2 separate regions of the Anas platyrhynchos genome follow, and region 1 is linked to region 2. Evidence: chromatin contacts called from public Hi-C data. All regions are on one chromosome and are shown on one strand. The core of a region is the stretch at or near the end of the contact, and the rest is flanking DNA. Distances in the headings are between cores, read along the strand shown. Region 1 overlaps ARHGAP10 (Rho GTPase activating protein 10). Region 2 overlaps IQCM (IQ motif containing M).

What was found. Hi-C and Micro-C count contacts between places; a contact is called where the count stands out from the background.
Region 1: a contact with region 2 is called in a Hi-C map of subcutaneous adipose tissue, with 4 times the contacts expected there. The contact joins two enhancer-like sites. A contact is called at or near these places in 2 of 8 Hi-C or Micro-C datasets (liver and subcutaneous adipose tissue).

Annotation. Positions count from the first base shown.
Region 1 is chr4:37,261,711-37,265,678 of IASCAAS_PekinDuck_T2T, reverse strand. ARHGAP10 (Rho GTPase activating protein 10) reads left to right here. Exons shown (of 24, transcript XM_027456676.3): 15 at 1,930-2,004. Among named protein-coding and RNA genes, the nearest start is that of ARHGAP10, 81 kb to the left of the region's middle. Within about 2 kb of position 2,123, at least 3 of the 8 cell types and tissues checked have an H3K27ac peak or open chromatin away from gene starts, as enhancers often do.
Region 2 is chr4:36,583,682-36,587,372 of IASCAAS_PekinDuck_T2T, reverse strand. The region is part of intron 4 of IQCM (IQ motif containing M); the gene reads right to left. Among named protein-coding and RNA genes, the nearest start is that of IQCM, 48 kb to the right of the region's middle. Within about 2 kb of position 1,387, at least 4 of the 8 cell types and tissues checked have an H3K27ac peak or open chromatin away from gene starts, as enhancers often do.

The sequences.
Region 1 (3,968 bases), core at 874-3,373, 680 kb before region 2:
ACCAGAATTTTCCTGGACTTCTGTGAGAATTTTCAAGTAACAAATGCTTGCTGCTCTCAGGATGGACTCCTAATGCATCCTTCTTTGGAATGGATGAAGGACCATGTTTATTTTTCTTTAGTGTTGGCAGTCTGCAAGGCTTGTATAGCATACCATCACACTGTTGTTCCGCATTGGAAAACTTATTTGTGTGACTTGATAACTTCATATTCTGAGAAGAATAGCATTGTGGCCACATAACTGTTTATTGTGGTTCCTTCTGCTGCACAGAGCTAAATTTTGAGCATATTCCAGAGCTGTGTTTTTTGATGGCTGCAGATGAAATGCTGGAGATCTGGCATATTCTGTTAATTTAAAGCCAGCTCTGAACATGACATCTGCCTTAAGGCTCAGCATTAGTAGAGTGGCACTGGCATCTCGGGGAAACAAAAGGGCTGATTCTGCCCAGACAGAGCAATTGAGAGAAGTAGCACTACTGCCATAGCATGTCAGGTCCCCTCTGTCTCAGTGCTATCAGTGAGGAGTTCAGCAAGTCCTCTGAGATCTGAGGATGCCTGAGGAGGCTGCAGACGGTGTGAGGAAGAGCAGGGGGAGAGAGAAGTAGGAAGAGACGCAGCAAGACCAGGCAGGAGGAGGGAGGTAGACAATGTGAAGCTCTTGCCACTGTACTTTTACTTTGTATTATGGTTGTGTCTGACATTAATTAATTAAAGATTTAATGTTTTTATATACTGCATCTAATACTTCTTTAGGAAGAAGCTTTTTTCTCATATTACTAGTTTCAATTTTCCTTCTCTGGGTTGAAACAGTTTGATATTGAAACTGGGAATTCTCCACAAGTCTTCCTTTGTTGAAAGATATTTTGAATAAGAATACCTCATAATCTGTTATTTGAAAAGATTTCCTTGGAGTAGAAACAGATATTTTATGTTATTTCTACTCTTCTAGGCCATTATGAATATAGAGGTAGAGTATGGTGGTGTTTAATGATTATTATATGGCCTCTCAAATATCTGTGTCAGCTTCAGGCATGTAATATTTTACCTCCCCCAGTATGGGATCTGAAACGGTGCAGCAGACAGAAAGACATACCTTATTTTGCCCTTTTCCTTCCCTTCCACTTCTCTCGCTGTCATTTATCTTTAATTTATAGTCATATTTTTTATTTCCCTGGGGATAAAAACAGGTTTGAATGTGTATGAGAGGAAGAAAGGGCATAGAGAAATGACAGGAAGGCAGTCCGGTGTCTACATGGAATGATGGCAGAGGACTGAAAACATTATGCTGGTTATGGCTACTCTTTTCATCCTTAGCAAAGCCAGAAGTACTGATCTCAATAACTTGTGGTGCTGCCTCTGGGTTTAACCCATATGTGGACCCCAGTGGGTTGGAATGAGACATCATATCTTAAATGAAAAGCATTTACAAACTTGAAAAAGGTTTTGAGGACTGGGAATAGGCTCAAGTTTTTCTTTATTTTATCCAAACTCTTTTTGTCAGCCACGTTTTTGGAAAAAAGCAAAATTACATTTGCTAAGGAATTCTTAATTTAGCATTTTTTGGTTTGGTTCCTGCGTTACTTGAATGTGGACGATGAAGTATTCAATGTGTCATTTAAAAATCTGAAAACAGCCAGTGATTTTTCAAGGAAAGATTAGTCCCTGTTTGCTTCTACTCCCAGTATCTGAAGTGGAACTTTTTCCAAAACATAATGTGAACTTATCTTAAAAACACAGAAGAACAAAAGGATTTTTGCAATACTTGATTTATAAAGTTGTTCTCATGACTGTGTAAATAGTACATAGTCTGTCTTACTTTGAGGATAATTTGTCGTCTGGGGAAAAGTTTTAATGCTAAATTTGACTGTGTATCTTATTGCTGTGGTTGATCTTCTGCCCCTTTTTTTTTTTCTCTCCTTTTGCATAATAGGTATAAATGACCAAGGATTGTACAGAGTTGTGGGGGTGAGTTCAAAGGTCCAGAGACTTCTGACTTTGTTGATGGGTATGCCTCTATTTTACAATATATTTTTTCTATATTTTATGTCATGTTTGTTTTGCTGTCTATATTTGATGTTACAAGCATCTGTACTTGTTCTGTATACGAGACACATCTGGTTTGCTTTACTCCATGAAAATTATACTTGTAGAACTGTAAGGTCTCCCCTGGTTGAGCACAGAGAGTGAGATTAGTTGGTACAGGAATCTAAGAGAACTTGTACAGGGTGTATAGGAGTAAATCGTGGGCTTTGTGCAAGTGTCAGGAAGCACACCTTTAATATCAGGAAAAACTTCTTGAGTCTGTGAATGATGGAGCACTGGCCCAGGTTGCCCAGAGAGGTGGAGTCTCCCTCCTTGGAGGTCTTCAGAAGCTGCCTGGAAATAGACCTGGGTGTCCCCACTTGAGCAAGGGGGTTGGAGAAGACCATCTCAGAAGGTCCCTCCCAACTCCATCATTCTAGGGTTCTGTGAAGTGGATTTTCTGTTCTCCCATGTGCCTGGTGACAGGACGAGGGGGAATGGGCTAAAGTTACGCCAGGGGAGTTTTAGGTTAGATGTTAGGAAGAATTTCTTTACTGAAAGGGTTGTTAGGCACTGGAATGGGCTGCCCAGGGAGGTGGTGGAGTCACCATCCCTGGAAGTCTTCAAAAGACGTTTAGATGTAGAACTTAGAGATATGGTTTAGTGGGGACTGTTAGTGTTAGGTTAGAGGTTGGACTCGATGATCTTGAGGTCTCTTCCAACCTAGAGATTCTGTGATTCTGTGTGATTCTGTAAAACTGTTCAGAAAATTCAAAGTACCAAATTTAAGAATGTTTGAAACTTATTGCTTCATTGTTTGAGGTTTCCAAATTTCTTCTCCCTTGTCTAAGATATACAGGTGATTTTTCGTGTGTATTTAGTTGATCACTGTGCAAAATAAGATTCAGTTTAAGCCTACTGGTGAGGAGCTCTTTGGCTGAAGAGGAGGAATACAATATACGTATTAATAATAATTATGTCTGTGCCAAGGCGGGAGACAGATGGAGAAAGGATTTGTTTTAATAAACTCAGTAGTATAACTCTTATTTGTGGCTAACAATTTAGACTCTCTTATACCTAGTTAGCCATGTGTAGCTTTTAACATTTTTGATTCACAAAAGTATTCTCAGAAACTTTTCCCCCTTCTCTTTCTGGAAATTTTGATGCATCTTTAATCCCGGTGACAGTAGTTCTCTTGACACTTTGCTATCCCTAGGGAATAAAAAAAAGAGGTATTGGCACCTGGATGAAATCCCTAGTCTGCCTGCTATCTCTCACCAAAGTAGTAGCCATGACTGCAAGATGTGCAGTGTTTCCCAATTTCTTGTCCTGAGCACTGACAGTACATGCAGTCAGACAAGACCACTGGGATTAGTTCATTTTTATAGAGCTTCCAAACCTGTCACTTGACAGCAAAGGTCTGATTCTCAGGGATTCATTGGTATGCAAAGAAGCTTGTTTGCAGTTTGCACCAGGCTCTTCTCCAGAACCATGCATGCTCCATCTGTGCTGATAACACAGTGTTCTTTGGCACGGCAAACTGGAGGAAGCCAGAAAGTGAATTCATTTCATTACCCCAGACATTATGTGAATGACAAAGCGCTTTTATATTATATGCTGCTGTCAGTTCAGTGCCACCTGTAAGACTTTTTCTTTTCCTTCCTTTTTTTTTTCTTCCCCCCAAACAGGCTGTCTTTTCAGAAATGACAAGACATCAGGCTTGAGGGCCTGTATGTCATATCAATCTGTCATAATGACCTTGCTAAATATTAATTTCTGGTATCTTACTTTAATCAATATTAACAGCACTCTGAAGTTCTCCATTAGTGCACATAAACCTGCCTGTATCTTTAAAGTATTGTAGCAAAAGATTTTTTTTTAAATACAAACTGGGATTAATAAAAATGATATATAGCAGATTCTCATGGTTGTTTATCTGTGTTGGAA
Region 2 (3,691 bases), core at 138-2,637:
AATGCACTGCCTGTTACAGCTGGCTCCCAATTAGGAAGTGTCTTTCAGAACAATAAAAGCAAAATTAATGTTTCTTTCTTTAAGAGAAATTTATGCTCCATGTACATATGCCCTGAAGGCTACATTCAACAACCATCTACCTCAGTCATAAACGTAAATGCTTTGTTGTTCCAAGATGCTGCAGTGAGAATTAGATAAATACCATATTCCCCCTAGTAGAAGAGTGCAAGCTCTGTTTACTTGCACATTGTTCACATGCAAGTCTACATTGAATAGGTTTAGGATGAACTACAGAACAAGTCTGCTGGGGGTCACTTCTACCATTTCTGCACAAATCTCAAGGCTTTCAACATTCACTATTGAAAAGTCAGGCATCAATAACACCAAACAAATCATAATCCAGTAGTGGCAAATACAAAAGCTTTCTACCTACAGTGCAAGCAGACTACAGTGAATCTAAGAGCCAATGATGTGAACAAAATCACATGTCATTAAGCCTGCTGTTGGACCAGCAGGTCTCACCATAGCCTATGTTCGTGAGAAGTTAAGTTTAATCCAAAAGAAGGGGGTCTGTTTGCCACAAACATGATTTTAGTAACTGTATTCACCAGAAATGAACTCTGAACTCCGTGCAAATATTAGAAGTGTGCAGTGTTTAGGTGGCCACCTCCGAAGATCATGCCTCATTTCACAATACTGCAACATTCAACTCTGGCTAGCTCATCAAGAAAGAAAAAGCCGAAATAACATTTGCTTTGCATTAAATTATTGTACTGCCATTAACTTCGTACCATAATGCTTTTATTCAAAGAAAATAAAAAAAATATATAAAAAAAAATATAAAAAAAAAAATGCAAGCCAGTATGTGCATCAATATCTACCTTAATTCGTGTTTTGTGTTCGTTTTCCTCGTCAATGCTGCCACCTTCTGGCAGTCAGCGGTTTCACCAGTTCCCACCTTACAGCGATGTGGACAGCTTCCTAACTCCACTGCTCGTGGCCTGAAGGCCTCACGCCTGTCCCCCCGCCCCGCTGCTCCAGGGCGATTTTTGTGCATACACAGAAGCAAGGATTTGCAGGACAAGTACCTACCATTGTACCACTGCTAACATTTCTGAGACCAAACGGGAAAGATGCAAGAACTGCTACATGTATATCAGTCTGGTTGGAAGCTGCCCATGTTCACGTATCACTGCCACAGCTGAGAATTTTTGGAAGGTACTGGAAACAACACCTTTTTTGCACTCTCTCCTACAACATTTACTGTGGAAAGTCCTTGGCTTGGTGCATTTTAGGCTCCATTTACAGTTTCCGTGGTATAAGATAGTTCCCCAGTCCAAATTCCTGGGTTTGTCTGAAGTGCTGTTGAGCCTTTTCAGGTTGGTCAGCTGTTTATCTGTTCTGTCTGCCAAGGTCAAGGCTATCTAGGGAGAGGCGACGGTACATATAGACAGAGTTATTCCCTTGAAGGATATTAACTACTGAACTACAACCTTGAACTGAATTCCCCTCACTAGGAAATCTGCCAATTTAATATGCTCTCATATCCTTAAAGATTTTCAACAAAACTCACTTCATTTAATATCACAGGCATTGACCTCAGTCTGGAGATGAAAAAACAAAGTAAAAAGAATCTAAGAGATCTTCAGAGATCTGTCATTTAACAGAGCTTTTAACCTGCTGGACATAACCCAGTGCAATGTTTGGGTGGTAATATGCACAATGTTTGGGTGCAGTATTTGATTAAAAATAAAGAGCAAATAGATTTTTTGATGGATATTAAAAGCATGACAACAGACTCTATAGGCAGTGGTCTGTCACAGTATCTAATGCAGACTCCCACAGACACCTGCAAGAACAGGACATGGACATGTAATACAGGCACAAATTTCACACTTAGCAGAGAGAGAACAGACAAACAAATCATAGAAAGTGCAATCTGATCTTACCCTAAATTCTTCAAGTGGAATACGAACCTGACCATAACTTTCCTATATCACAGTTAAGTGCCCCAGTGCTTGTCTACTGAAATAGAATCAGTCATTTTCTCTCCCTTTTTCACTCAGGGGCCTAATGAATATTTAATGCTCCGATCTGCCTCCAGATCAGACAGATATTTTAACTGCAGTCTCTCATACCCCAGACAAGCAGCCCAATCATTAAACCAACAGTACCCAGGGTGCCCATGTGCCTCCTTGTGTTGAGCATGGCATCACTGAGTGTTGGCCTCTGAGTGGATGAGGCTGAGGATCTTCCACTTTAGTGGTGGTGAGATTCAAGTAACAAAATGCCCAGACTTGTCAGGATTTAAAATTCCTAGGCAGTGCCAGAAGCAAGTGTGACACAGACTGCATCAATGGAAATCTAGGCAGTCCTGGGATTAGCTCTCGTACCTATATTTTGGACTAAGGTGCCCAAATTAGCAGTAGCCAAGCTAACACATCTATGACATGTGACAGTGCAACGTAAAGAAGGCTTTTATGTGCCATCTGCAAATCTAGAAGCAGCACAGCTCTGCCTGATGGCACTCAAGGAAGGACTGCTGAAAGGAAGGACTTACTATCTTGGGCACAGTTCTGCAGTAACACTGTTGTACTACTTTCCATACCCACGCTGTACATGGTGCTGTACTGCACCTGAAGTCACCTCAGCCCTGTACTACCTTGGGAGGAGAGCTAACTGCATCCATCTGACAACACAAACACATCCAAAACATTCTACTCAGAATCAAGCCCTTGCTGGATTATGGTTATTTATACATTTCTGACAGCTCTTTATATCACAGTAAGAAAGTTCTTGTGCACACAGGATTATTATTTTTTTTTTTTTTTTTACAATCACCATGTTCTAGATATGTGATAAGACTTTGTCCATCCCTTTTAGTTTAGTTCTCTCAATTTTGTTTCATTTTATTGTTGAGAATGTGTTCACAAGGGGCTAAAAAGTATAAAACAGTCCACTTCTTTAGGCTTGCACATGCAGCTATAATACACCAGGACATGACAGCTTGTAACTTGTTGAACATCTGCTACTCTGATGAATTATTTTAACAATCCAAAGAATAGTGCACTCCATTGGCTTTTAAACACCTTACAAGATCTCTGGGAAAAGATGTTGCTCTTACAGCTGAATATTTAGAGCCAAAACTGCTAGGTTTTATGTCATTAAAAAAAAAAAAAAAAAAAAAAAAAAAAAAGAATCTCAAAGTTTAGCAAGTTGAAAATACCAGATAAGTTTTTGATACCATATCCTGAAAGTGGTTTGTGACACAGAAATCATCTTAGTTGAGTACAGCTCAATACTCACTGATCAGTTTTACAGGAAACCTTCTGGAAGAGCCACAACTCAACATGAGTGTCCTATCAATTGTGTCAGCTGGCTCATCATCTTGAGAAATGAAAAATAAAATATCTATAGATTTTCAGGTCATTTTAAGATACAGTCTGAGCGCAAACCTGTATTTGCTGTACAATCAAAATTTTGTGCTGGAGAATGAAGGTGCAGAGTCAACCAATAAAAAATATTTATAATGTAACAAATTTTCAAGATTAATAATAATCCTTTTAGAAATTAGGAGTAACACCCAATTTAAAAAGACATTTCCACAGCAGGTGTTTTTGTTTGTTTGCTTTGTTTTGTTTTGAACTATCTGCATAACAGCCAACAGCATGATCTCACACTGGGAACTTAA